Regions from separate parts of the Sus scrofa genome. Here region 1 is linked to region 2. The links are chromatin contacts, called in public Hi-C maps. All regions are on one chromosome and are shown on one strand. Each heading gives the region's core, a stretch centred on a gene start, on an enhancer-like site or on the middle of the called end of the contact. The rest is flanking DNA. Distances are from core to core; before and after follow the strand shown.

What was found. A called contact is a pair of places that touch in the nucleus more often than the background predicts.
Region 1: a Hi-C map of skeletal muscle shows a contact between it and region 2, with 1.8 times the contacts expected there. The contact joins two enhancer-like sites. A contact is called at or near these places in 3 of 47 Hi-C or Micro-C datasets (embryonic fibroblasts, skeletal muscle and subcutaneous adipose tissue) and 1 of 2 datasets of contacts at active chromatin or transcription factors (skeletal muscle).

What each region holds. Positions count from the first base shown.
Region 1 is chr11:13,035,947-13,043,053 of Sscrofa11.1, forward strand. No RefSeq gene overlaps it. Among named protein-coding and RNA genes, the nearest start is that of SUPT20H, 170 kb to the left of the region's middle. Within about 2 kb of position 4,350, at least 15 of the 83 cell types and tissues checked have an H3K27ac peak or open chromatin away from gene starts, as enhancers often do. A contact at or near this core is called in skeletal muscle, where this site is marked.
Region 2 is chr11:12,919,003-12,925,960 of Sscrofa11.1, forward strand. The region is part of intron 7 of LOC106505265; the gene reads left to right. Among named protein-coding and RNA genes, the nearest start is that of SUPT20H, 58 kb to the left of the region's middle. Within about 2 kb of position 4,964, at least 10 of the 83 cell types and tissues checked have an H3K27ac peak or open chromatin away from gene starts, as enhancers often do. A contact at or near this core is called in skeletal muscle, where this site is marked.

The DNA.
Region 1 (7,107 bases), core at 3,100-5,599, 120 kb after region 2:
AGACTCTGACCACAAACTCCCATCTCCTGTTTTACTTAGAAAACTGAAACTCCTGTGTATATCACTTACTGCTTAGATACTTTGGGTGTGGGTATTAGAATGACAGTTAATGGATGATGTTATATATGAGCTCCAATTTAGCCTCTGTTAAACCATAGATCATGTGTTTTATTTGCTACTTCTTTTCCCTCTAAAAGCTATTGGATGTTTACTACTATTATAGAGGACAGGCTGTATATGTCTATATCTGTATAGCCTGATATATATATTTGATTCATGGATACAAAGAACAATATTATGTCAGTAATTTGATTTTTTGAATTTACAATTTCTTAGCCAAGTGAATTTCTGTGAAAATTATCCTATAAAAATAATAATATTTATTTAATCAGTAGGTAGGTAGAGAGCCATGAAACACATTCTTGCTCTCCTAGTTAGGTGCAGGTGTTTGGAGACAGCCCAAGATTCAAATTTTGCAATCCAAAAAGAACCAGAGACCTAAAATTGCCTCTTCTTTTTTTCTCCTTTGGCTGACTTCCTTTAATTAATGGAATTGGTCTCTCATGAGCCTGAGTGCTTGCTTTAAGATGGGGTATGTATGCACACAGGACTAAGTGTGAGAGACATGAGCAGAGCAGTGAAGAGATAGCATGACCTAAATGTCTGGAAAGTAGTTTCTAGTCCTTGAATTTCTCATTGCTATGAAAAATAGCTAAAATGGTCATTATGGATTAGCCCTACCTCAATCCTTGGCTACGTACCAATAAAGTAGCTTTAAAGTAAAATGAAAAAGGCTAGAGAGAAAAAAATCTCATCCTAAAGTATGCCCACAGTTTTCAGTAGTTAAAGTGATAACTACAAGTACTCTTTAGCAATTGTTTGCATATTTTATAGTGGTAATATGCTGAAAAATAAAATTTATATCCATGGATATAGATGCAACTTCATGAGTCTAACATTTATTCATGTATTTAGCCTTCTCTCTCTCTCTCTCTCTCTGGCCTGGAATTTCAGTGGGGACAGTGAAAAGCTTATAGAAATGGACATCAGAATACCTCGGGTAATCAAGAGGGAAGACAGGACAAGCACTAGTTGATAAATAAGGTTTTGAGGTGATTCTCCAGTAAGGTGTCATAAACCAAGTTAAAAGTATACCAACACAATTGGTTTTGTCACAGCTGGTGTTTGAGCTAGTAAATATTAATTAAGCCCCATTATAAGCAAGCTATTCTACTTAGTACTACCACAGATACAAATAGGTTAAAATGCAGTTAATGCCTACAAAGAAAAGATAAACATGTAAGTTGTACTATACCATAGATGCATAAGAATTGTTTCAAAGCAACACATTAGTAATTGACAAATACAGTAAGAATAGCAAATGTTTAAGAGGAGATATAAGGAAAAAAAGACACCACTGCCCTCTATAGTGAGTTAAGACAATTCTGATAAGATCCAACAATATTCGGTGTGTACTATTTTTCAGGCAATGAATGTTCTAAGGACTTTACATGTGTTGAATCTGGTGGAAGCAATTACTATCATTCCATTTTGCACTTGAGGAAATTGAAGCTAGAGAGGTTGAATAATTTGCTTAAGGCAATGGAGGAGACAGAATTTGAACTCTGCTGCCTACTTTCATATACCATGTCCTTAATTACTGCTCAGGATTTTGATGGCTGATCCTTCAAATTTATGTGAGCTGGATACACATAAGCAGTTTGCTTTTAAAACAGTTTTGAATACGAAATGCATAGGATAAACCGTACTTTATCTAAATTAGTTTTAAATATACATTTCTTTTAAAATCAATGGCCAGCCAAGGTCACCTGGTTATTCGTGACTATTGCCTCATTTGTTTTTTCTTTCCTATAGTTAAGAGCTATCTGGGTAAAAAAAACACTTGGGTAACCTCCTGGAGTTGGGTGGTGAGATTTTAGGAACATCTCAATGGCAAAGACAATCACTACATTGTTACACTTGAGACAAGAAAGAACATACTGCTTTTCCTGAGGTGGGGGGGGGGGAAGAAAATGAACAGAAAAAGGTCAGTGATTAGCAAGAGCAGTTACCAGAAAGATGAGGGGTTGGGAGGATAGATGAAGTACTGGCTAGAGAAGGGACCAAGAAAGGACCCCTAAGTCCCATTCTTATCAAGAAAATTTTGGGAAGAAGCATATCTGAAAGATGAATTTTAAAATTTGAGCTATGCCACAGCCTTCTAATCTTCTTTAGTCTTTAATAAAACCTCCATTGCTCATAATGATCAGTGTATGATTTTTTTTTAAAAGGTAGTATGTTTTAATTTTTTTGAAATCAGTAAAAGATGTGAGTTCACAATTTGGTTGACCCAGTGAGACATTGAGACAGTGCATGTGGAAGCAGACAAAAGATAAAGGCAGAAAGGGATCGTGGGAACGTTTACACTCCCACAATCTGTGGAGCTGTGTGTTACAAGCAGCTTTAATTTCGAGCCAGCCTTACTACCATTGCAAATGTGGTGTTTTAACCCAAATTTGTTTCTTTCTTGTAGCGCTAGTCAAAACCTCTGCTTTAGCGTGGTTCTGAGAGAACTACTACCAAAGTGGTTCTGATTTTGTAGCAAGTTCCTTAAAAGTTGAAGTGATAACTTCCATATCTCACTTCTTTCTCTTTCACAAAATGTCTTCCCCAATTCTATTCCAAATTGCTGAATATCTCTTCAGGCTCCATCAGCATCGCTCTTCCTTTTAAGTCGTGTATCTTCTTTCATCTCACCCAACAGAAGGGAGTCCTAAGCAGCTTCGTCTATTTCTTTCACGTATTAAGAGCAAATACAGTCAATAAGAAAAATCCTGTGTTGGGGTCAGGGGTTTAGATTCAGGTTCTGGCTTCAGTTTCTGCATCTACGAAGTAGTGATCTGAACACTGTACTGGTGAGAATTAAACAAAATAAAGCAGGTAGCACTTTGTAAACTATATATGTCTATAGAAATTTAAGTGTGATCCTAAAAGAAAAAGATAAAAAATATTTTAGGCAAAACATTTTCTGGATTGAACAAAATAACCCATCTATTTTTTCTCTTGAAACTTTTGTCATTGGAAAATGGATAGTGGGGGAAATTTTAGGTCTTTCACGAGTGAATTAATCTGGTGTGCAAACTTTCACCCTTCTTGGGTGAAAAGGGTCAGAACCTTTAAATTTTTACTGAAATGACTGAAGGTAAGTTGCCAAGTGGGGTGATGTGGAGTTCCGGAAAAGCACAGGAAAACACAGAAGAAAGTAATTGATATTTGTTACAGTTAACTGTTCACAGTAATTTTTGGCTCGTTCTTTATTCTTTGCACAATAAGATGTGATTTTCTTTAAATGGGTGTGAACATATTTATTTGGAAAAAATATGTTCTAGTTATAAGAATCTATGTGTCAGGAAATATTTATCTTTTTGGAAATTGGGTGTTAATAGCTATTGTTAAGCATAAAAATATTAGTGCATGTGATACAATTAATCTGATTTATATATCTGCGCAATCCTTTGAAATCCAAAGAATTTCAAAAAGAAATCTTTCTTTCCTCATTTAGGCATCTTCTGACATCTTCAACCGCTCTGTGAAATCTTCTGTAATATGCTGTGAGTAAAGCGATCTTCCACCTTTTGGGGGGAGAATAGCTTCTGCTTTTGACACATACATGCATCATCACACGTGCCAGTTTTACACCAAGTGGATAAATGTCGCATATCTTAAAGTAAATGCACAAACAACTTTCAATTATTTATTGTCTTTCTTCATGAAAGGTTTTTTTTTTTTTATTAGAGGCGCAATTTCATAGATGCTTCCATAGCACCTTTTAAAGTTTTCAGAATATGTAAACGAAGTAGATGTAATGATCATGTGAACAAATATTCAGTAGCTTGGAGTATGAATAGTGTACTTGTCGGGATGCAAGAGGTATAGAAACATTCTTCCTAACTAGTGAATTTGCAATTGAGGAGTAAGAATGTTGAAGGGAGGTGGCAAAATATGATGAGTGATTTAAATAACGTGTTCTTAAAAAATTTTTTTTTTCACTTTGTAGAGATGTGAAAACAAGGTTTCCCTTCTCTAGGCATAAAAGGGAAAATATTTAGACACATGGGTCGCAAAAGCCACTTAAACTCAAGGTATTTGCTCAGAGCCATGTTCAAAATCTCCCTGGCATTGCAAGATCTTGGAAAACTCAGAGTGTACTCTTCTGATTAGACCTGGGATGGTGTCCCAGTGGCCTGTCATCCTTCCCCCTACCTGGCTGAGGCACACTCTCTGTACAGTATGTGCAGTACCGTTTGGCTGCTGCTTCCTTGCTAACTGGAGTCAGCTGTGCATGTGGGCTGGTCTCGGAGCCTGGGCCCAGGGAACGCTGTCTGAGTGGAGTTTTCCACTCAGTGTTTGGTTTGGCCTGGTCTGTGCGATGTCTTGCCAGATCTGCAAACTCCTGTCAGGAGTCACTCCTCCTTGGATGGGAAAATATTCCTCATGCCGTTGTTAGAGAACTCTGATCTTTCACTAGAAACCTGGTGGGAGGTGTTGGCCCAATCGAGGTATCAAGAAGCCAGGATTTTCCCCTCTGAAGAACGTGTTTACAGTGGATGGTATTTGTATGAGTAAAAGTATTTAGGGTTGTGGAGTTGGCCAGGTTTGCCCATTTAAAAAATGAGAAACTCATAACTGTAGCACTGAAAAGCCCTCCACTTAAAACTAATGGAGGCAATGACTATTGCCATTCAGCAGCCAAATTAAAACAGAAGGAATGGTACAGGATGTTAACTTAGAATTTTGTGTTTGGGTCTATAGCCTTAGAGCATTAGCAAAATGTTCTTCTATAAAGTGAGCATGACACATGGGTACATACAGCTGTGCCAAGGGTGTGACGGTCTTGGCACTGACATAGGGCCTCTCTCCACTCAGCCCTCCCTCACACCTGTGAAGATGGATTGCTTTTTATATTCTATTCCTGTGCCCAGAACTCTCATTCTTTTGATGCACTGTGTGCATAGCAAATGAAGTTTATAATTTTAACCAATAGATATTGGTATCCTTTTATCTGACATTGTGCTGGACATGTAACTTACTATAGTTTAAAGAAAGTACACAGATCGTGTGTAAAGCTCAAAAAATTGCACTGAGCACATGTGTATTACTACTACCCATGTTAAGAAACAGAACAGTTGTTCGTATCCCAGAAACCCCTCTTTGACCCTCACACAGTCACTACCCACTCTTCTTCTCCATGAATAATCTCCACTTAATACTTTTGAGGTTTATATTTATAGGATCATACAGTATGATGATTTTTGGGGGGCCTGGTTTTATTCAAAATTAAATTTCTGGAAAGCATCTATTTTATTGTAAGTAACAGTAGTTTATCATTTGTCATCATAGATAGCCTTCCATTGTATGTATATAGCAAAATTATTGATCCATTCAACTCTAAATAGATGTTTGGGTTATTCCCAGTTTTTAGCTGTGATCATGTCTGTATAGTTTTTTAATAAACACAGATGTGCATTTCTGTTAACTAGCAAACTAAAAGTAGAATTTCTGGGTCACACGATAACGTGTTTTTTTTCAGTTGCAGAGGATATTACTAAAAAGTTTCCCAAAGTAGTTGTATCACTGTATGCTAATCAGGAATATATGAGAATCCTTTTCTCTAGGTCCTTACCAACACTTACTACTGTCATTCTTCCTAATTTGAGCCATTCATAGCTGCAGAGTATTTCCCTAAAGACTAATGTGCTTGTGCACATTTTCCTATGTTTAATGGTCATTTGTATGTACCCGCCGTCCTCTTTTTAATGATTTTTCAAGTTTTTTTATGGGCTTATATTTTTCTTATTAATCATAAGTGCTCTTTATTTGGAATCATTTCCTTTGTTAATCATATTTTCTCCCACTCTGTGCGTTTCTATTATCATAATTTTGTCTTTTGATGAAGAGATGATTGTGTGTGCTGTAACATAGCAGCACTACCTCTTTCTGATGATCAGGGCCAATTTTTCCCCTTAAGAGGGCGATTCTTCTTGCCTGCTTGTCCCTAGTGGTGCTATAGCATGGTGTTCAAAGGGACAATTGTTTTGTTCTGTGGTTAAAGTATACTCTCTTTAAAGATCAGGACCTCTAACCCTACAGATCTCCAAGCTTTGGAGATGGGAATTCCAAAGTCAGTGGGTCATGGGGAATGATGATAAGCAGGCCATCGCATGCCCTAGTTCCCATGCTCATGTATTTTTCTTAGTAAGTGCAAATTATCATTTACTGTTCTTGATTTCAGTATATATACTGCTTCACAGAGGATGGAATTTTATCCTCATGGTTGATTGCTTCTAACCTGGCACATCAGTTGTGACTTTCAGCAACAATAGCATCTTTTTTGGTGGTATAATATGTAATCGCACCGGTGGATCCTACCTTTCCATTTTCCAGGCCCACTTTTGTACCTCTTTTGATATAGAAAGATGGGTCATTTGGTCATCTGGTCTGATGCAGTATTATGTGGGTCCCATGTGGTGGAGCAAATACTCTGTATACACTTAGATAATGGTGCTAGCTGAAGCTTCAAGTGCAGGAAGATGAACCCATATCTAGAATATGTAGCTATTTCTCTTAAATCGTCTTACTTTTTAGGAAGTAAGAGGCCCATTTGGTAAGCTTGGCCCCATAGAGTAGAATTGGGCAGAATTCCTTGAAGAATAGTGCTGTGTTGGGGCTCAACCTTGGCCGCTCTTGTTGTCAGGTTATGTATTCAGTGGCAGCAGTAGGTAAATCAGCCAGTCAGTGGGAGCTCACACTGTTGGGCCCATGTATAGCCTCCATATCTTTCACCGTGGCCACTTCCTTCATGTGCCTGTTGTAGTTCTGTGGTTATCACTAGTGCTGGTTGAAGGCAACAGACTAGGTCATTCTTTTCTCTTTGGTTGTTTAGTGCTTCTCCTGTAGTGGATGCTCCTCTTTGATATGATTTAACATGTGACCCAAAGATCTTCACACTTTGTGCTCACACCCATGTGTACATCCGCATGTCTCTACACCAGACCTCCATGTCTCTTTCTTCCACTCTTTCTACTTTTAGGCCCCAACCAAGCAGGC
Region 2 (6,958 bases), core at 3,714-6,213:
TAACTATCTTTCCTGTGGTCACACACCAATGGGTTGTACAGTTAGGATTCAAATCAAGGTGATCTGACTCCAGAACCCCCCATATTAAGTGCCGTATTGCCCCCCAGATATCTACTCTTCATTTTCAGGAAGACAACTCTGTAAATAAATAGAAGTTAGTGTGATTAATAACAGTCATGGCGGGGATGGAAATAAGCCTCTGCCAGTGCTGAAGGATGTCTGAAAAGGCCAGTTTTGTGCTGGTCCAGGTGGCTCTGGGGACCGAAGGGAGCAGATACAGCTGCTACAGGCGACTGGGCTGCTGCAGTGTTGTTAGGGGTGCCAGCAACTATGGAGCTGCAGAGTCGGAAGATACCACCAAGTCTGAGGAAGCTGTGGTGATGGATGCTGGCAAGTTCATGCTGTATTTATAACTACCCTGTGAAGATGCTATTTAGCCACAAGTTCTAGATGAAAAACTGAGACTATGGTGAGTTGCTCTATTTTTCACACAGCTGGGAAGTAATAGGATCCAGATTCAAAGCCAGACCCTAATGCCTCCTGGAAGGAGGTGATGGTGCCATCCTGCTCACAGCATCTGGTAGGCATACCAGCCTTGAAACCTCAGCTTTGTATCACTCATTGGAGTGGTTTCAAACTTTCCCCTCTAAATTTGTGTAACATGTTTTAAGTAAAAGTTTATAAGAAAGTTCGATATAAAACTAAAATACAAATGAGTGGGTATATCATTGCCACCCTCTTAACGTGGGTGCCTTCTTTCCATCTTCTGGTGTCTCCTAAGGGAGTTCCAGATAATCATGTTTGAAACTGTCATTTGTCCTTCAGGAATGGAATTCTGTCTGTCAAAAAACGATGCTATCGAAAGGCTTAATCTTTATGAATTAAAAGGCTAAGTATGGTCTGGTCAGATTCTATGCAAACTTCTGCCCTCAGTTATGCTCTTATAAGATGAATTTGGATTATACCTTGTTTCAAAGGACATAATCTGGAGCTAGAGAAAATGTTATTGCCTCTCTTCAGAGTATAGTTAAATAACCATTCTGAGACTTGAATGTAACTCTCAAGATTATTGTGGCATTTGCAGGCTTTGTTCAAGTGTTTTTCTACCACACACTCTGAGTTCCAAAACCAAACGGCTAGTCTTTGCTTTGTCTAGCATGGTGGATGCTAGAATAGAGTCTATATGATAGCTATTAATTTCAGAAATATTTTGTACAAAGCTTCCTTCATCTGCTGTTGTAATATTCTTATGAACATCCAGAATTTTACTCAAGGAGATCTGACTTTGGTCCTAGCAGGCTGGAGACTGTGAAATGTGTCTGCCAGGTATGTCATAGGACATGCCTATGTACTGAGCAGAAAAGCAGGGTCTTATGTGGAACCAAATGAAATAATAAAGGACTCCTCTAAGTCTCAAAGATCCCATCAAAATTCTTGGATGGAATTACTTATACCTGGCAAATGGAAACACAGCTGCATTTTCAATGATTTTTAAAACATACTCATTAAAGTATTGGCAATAGTAGAGCAAATTAAAAAGTTAGTATAATTTTTGGGTCAAACAGTACTTTTATGAAAACCCGTAGTCCTTTCTCATAATTGACACAGCAAAAGAAACCTTGGTTGTAAGTTGAGAACTGAGAAAAAAACTTAGTTTAAGCACTAGATCCTTTATTTAATGAATATGTGACCTCGGACCAAATAGTGTTTCGGAGCCTCAATTTCTTCTTCTGTAAAATGGGGCTAATATTCCCTCTACATCATGGGTTTTCTTGAGGCTTGAATGAAATCATGTGTATAAGCTAATAATAAGTACTCTACATGTAAAGTAAACTAAGAATCACAAAATCATATGTAGAGGATGTTGCGTAGATGCATCTTTTCTGTACACTTAAAGGTAATTGGCCCATCTTTGGACAGTTCCAATGATGACCTCATATTCTTTGGGAGGCAGGTCATTCAGTAGTTGGCAGGTGTCCCAGGTTGGGTTCCTTACAAAGAAGACTCAGAGGGGGAAATTAGAGTATAGACAATTTATCAGAACATGCTCTTTGCATCATCACCTGAGGAAGGGAGGCTGGAAGACAGCACTGGGAGAGGTCAAGCTGTCATGCAGTCTCAGTGAAAGTTTCACATGAACCTATGGCAAGCTTGGGGCTGCAATGGCCCATCTGAGTTGTCATGAGTTTGGGCTAGAAGGCAAGACTTTTATTTGCCTTCTTATTGACCAATCATTGGATCTTGGGTGAGGCAATTTTCTTTAGCTCAGGCAATCCTCAAAAAGTTAAAAAGTGAAGGTTCTCTTCTCTGATAACTAATAGAATAAGTCATTCCTTCCTCAAGGGTCACCTGGGTATCACTGCATCTATCAGATCAGCTCCATAGATAAAATAGTTTGCCTCATAGTGAGTGGAAACCTTCCTCACTGTGACTGTCATGTCAGTTCCTCTCTTCTGAGTCAATTCCAGGTCTTAGCGACACACACACACACACACACGATAGGTAAGAAGTAGATTCAATGACTCACTGATAGAGTGAGTCTTCCAAGGGAGAGAGAATGACATTACCCAGGATGGCTTCTAACAGTAGGATCTTCTATCGACGATATGGATTCAACCAGCGAACTTCGTCACATAATTCTTTACTATATTCAAAGCACTAGTGCTATAACACTAACACCTATATGTATGTATTTCACATATACAGAAGTGATGTATGTATAAACTTTATAATATTTATACACTCAGTGGTCAAATTTATATTTATACACATTGATATACATATATACATGTATGTTCTGAAAACATGTTGTTTACAATTGGATGAACAAGCTCTGTTTTACTCAACACCCAGCTTTTAGTAACCATGATGATGTCGCTTATTACAGACAATAGAAGTAGTCTGCTCTCCAGGAGAAGTGAGTTGAGAGATCATGAATTCTGTTTCAGGCGTCTTGATTAGAAAGCCCTTTTGAGACATTCAAGTGCAGACATTGGGTGGATGATTGAAGGTGTATATCTGGAGTTTGGAAAGGATGTCTACACCAGAGATAAGTAATTGAGAGCTGGTGTTATATATAGTAGTTGAAGATAGGAAGCAACATTTCCATCACGTTCCTGCAAGTCAGTAATGAACTGAGGTGAGGCTTCCCTTTCAGATGGTAAATGTTGCCTTCACTGGAGGGCTTTTCCTATTCTGTTTTGCTGGTTTAGTTACCTGCCAAGCTCCTGAGCCATCTGGGAGTGCAGTTGCCAATATAAGGTGGGAGGAGAAAGGGACCCATGCCTGAAGACTTAAAGAAATACAGCATTTAAAGGCTGGTAGGAGTTCCCGTCGTGGCGCAGTGGTTAACGAATCTGACTAGGAACCATGAGGTTGCAGGTTGGTCCCTGCCCTTGCTCAGTGGGTTAACGATCGGCGTTGCCTTGAGCTGTGGTGTAGGTTGCAGACGCGGCCAGATCCTGCGTTGCTGTGGCCCTGGCGTAGGCTGGTGGCTACGACTCCGATTAGACTCCTAGCCTGGGAACCTCCATATACCACAGGAGCGGCCCAAGAAATAGCAAAAAAAAGACAAAAAAAAAAAAATAAAAAAAAATAAAGGCTGGTAGATGAGACGTATGGAACCGAGCTAGAAAAGGAGTGGCCAGAGAGGTAAAAGGGTGGAGTCATAGACGCAAGGAGAGGGAAAAGTGGTTAGCTTTCTAAAATCGTCCAGAGAAATGCTGCCCATTGGAAACGGAGATAATCGATGATCCTAAGGAGGGTGGTTTTGGTGGGAGTAGAAGCCAGACTGGTGGGCTGAAGAGTGAATGAGGGGGAGGAAATGAAGGCAGTAATGTGCACGATGATCTTGAGAAGCGTAGCTTTGAAGGTGAGGACAGAGATAGGGATTAGCTGGAGTGAAATAAGGCTGTGGTGAAACAGGGGGTTAAAGAGGTGGCCTGGGAAGGGTAGTGTGGGCAAGAGAAATGGAAATATTCCCCATAATCAATGCTTTAAATATTCTTTTCCTTTTAAGCAGTTTGAACTGTATTCTGAAATGTTGGAGAAATGAAAAGTGAAAGTGTTAGCGCTTTATGAAAAACAAACATAACCAAAATACTTGGGTTGTGGATAACTTAGACAACTTCTTCAGGTCAAATTGAAGTAGAGATAAATACAAGATAAAGAATTTTCTTCTTGAATTATTCAGACCGGTGATTCATGTATTCATTTTGCTTTTAACTAAGACAATCTTGACTGGCATGTCACTTTATTTATTACTTGAAAAGAAAATCTTTTCATTTAAGTCTCACTTACTGTCCAGATGAACAGTGGGGTTTTTTTGGTCTGTTTTTAGGGACGCACCAGCGGCATATGGAGGTTCCCAGACTAGGGGTCTAATTGGAGCTGTTGCCTTCAGCCTACGCCACAGCCACAACAATGCCAGATCCAAGCCGCATCTGTGAAGTACACCACAGCTCATGGCAACTCCGAATCCTTAACCCACTGAGCAAGGCCAGGGATCAAACCTGCGTGGTCGTGGATACTAGTTGAGTTTGTTAACCGCTGAGCCTCAACAGCAACTCCAACAGTGTTTTTGTTTAAAAGGAGAGGAGGTATTTTTGCATTATCTTCACACGAAGATAGATTCTCATGTGACCCTGATATACTACTAAAAACTGTTATTTCTCCTTATATATGAGAGAGGAGTAAAAGCAAGGAGTATCTTCCTAGGAACATTTTGCAGATTCTTTTGTTGAGCACATGTATCATGGATCTCTCTGGCTCCGGCCTCCCTGCTCAGAGGTGGTGCTCAAGCCCGCAGACAGTTCTTAGAAGTGCTCCTGTGACTCCCTAGGGAGAGTTTCCAGGTGCTGGGCAGTATTTTACAGCCTCGTGCTACTCTATCGGCTACTTCAGTCTGTCCTTGGCGTGATGTGGTAGCTGCTGGGGCTGCTGCCCAGAGCTTACTGGCTTGCAGATGATTTGCCTCACTCCAGATGAGGAGGTGCTCCAGAGTCTAGTTTTTTCCACAGATGATGGCCCAGAGCCCTCAGGGTGTGATGATTCATGCGGAATCGGGGAACGGGCTTGGAGGACCCTCTCTCCTTTTGTGTTAAGATCTGTTGGAGGCTCATAGAGCAGATTTTCTTAGGCCTCAACATATTTTGAGGGAAACAGCTTTTTCTTATTGCTTACGGTTCTTTTGTCCCTAGAGTCAGAGGTGTGTATTCAGAAGCTCAGCCAGAGATAGAGTTTCTCTCCCTTTATCTATGACCAGAAGAGTCATCAGAATGCTGAGAAAGTAACCTTGAGCTAAAAGCTGAACAGTGAATAGACGTGCTGGTGCTATTGGAGGTGGGCATGTATTTTGACTCATTTCTGTAAGTAGATTATCAGAAGTGAAGTTTCTGGGTCAAAGTTTAACTTCAAAAATTACTTAAATGTTTTTTCATTGTAATTCTCTAATTCTTTAAAAATTTTTTTTTTCCTTTTTTTTTTTTTTGGGCTGTAGGTGTGACATATGGAAGTTCCCAGGCTAGGGGTCAAATCAGAGCTACAGCTGCTGGCCTACACCACAGCCGCAGCAACTCAGTATCCGAGCTGCATCTTCGACCTACACCACAGCTCATGGCAACGCCAGATCCCCGGCCCACTAAGCAAGGCTAGGGATCTAACCCTCATCCTCATGAATGTTAGTCAGATTCATTTCTGCTGTGCCACAATGGGAACTCCTAAATTTTTTTTTATTATGGTTTATTTACAGTGTTCTGTTAATTTCTGCTGTATGGCAAAGTGACCCAGTTATACATTTAGATACATTCTTTATTACTCTGGTACAAGATGTCCCAGGCTCATCTTGTGCTTTTCATATCCTAGTCCTGGAATTGGCCATTTCTCAAAAGAGCTTTGATCCTTTTACTGGAGTATAGTATGTAGAAGCTGTAATGTAGGCTGTAGGTGTGCTCATTCTATGGATTTTTACTGAGCCTAGGTCTTCTTAGTGGTGGAGCTAGGGGCGGACACACACACACACACACACACACACACGAGTACTTATTTCTATATTTGTCTCTTTGAAAACCACGAGTTCACACTAATATCTTCAATTCTAATCCAACACCATAGAGTTCTATTTTTTCCTCTCTCTCCGTATTTCTATTTCCCTCCTCAGAAAATGAGAAATCTGGTTCCCATTATCTTAACATGTTTCTTTTTTTTTTTTTTTTTTTTTTTTTTGTCTTTTGTCTTCTTGTTGTTGTTGTTGTTGCTATTTCTTGGGCCACTCCCGCGGCATATGGAGGTTCCCAGGCTAGGGGTTGAATCGGAGCTGTAGCCGCCGGCCAGAGCCACAGCAACGCGGGATCCGAGCCGCGTCTGCAACCTACACCACAGCTCACGGCAACGCTGGATCGTTAACCCACTGAGCAAGGGCAGGGACCGAACCTACAACCTCATGGTTCCTAGTCAGATTCGTTAACCACTGCGCCACGACGGGAACTCCTTAACATGTTTCTTAATTAATCTTCCTGTATGTAACTAATATCCCATTGCCACTGTAGCTCCCTTTTGTGGATTCGCTCCTCAACCAGCTCTGGGGCTGACATCTACAACAAAAACACCGGCTTTTCCCTGCTGGATCTAACATCCTCCACCAGCCGCTGTTTCTGGTGTGTACGCTGTCCTTACCTGCTCATGCTTTGACACTCAATGCTGGGCTTCCTTTCCCCACCTCACACTACACACACTCTCTTTTCTTGCTCAGGCTCCAGTAGTCCGCCCCGGACTGCTCTTCAAGTGGATCCCTCCTCATTCTTCTTGGGTTCCAACATTTTACACCAAGTAGCCTTTCTGTAGTAATGCCCTTCCAGCCTGCTTAGATGCTGATGTGTGGTCCACTGTTCTGGGTGGATGCCTTGCTTACCCTGTTTAACCTCTGACCCCTTGTGTTGAGTCACCTTGTATGTGTGCCTGC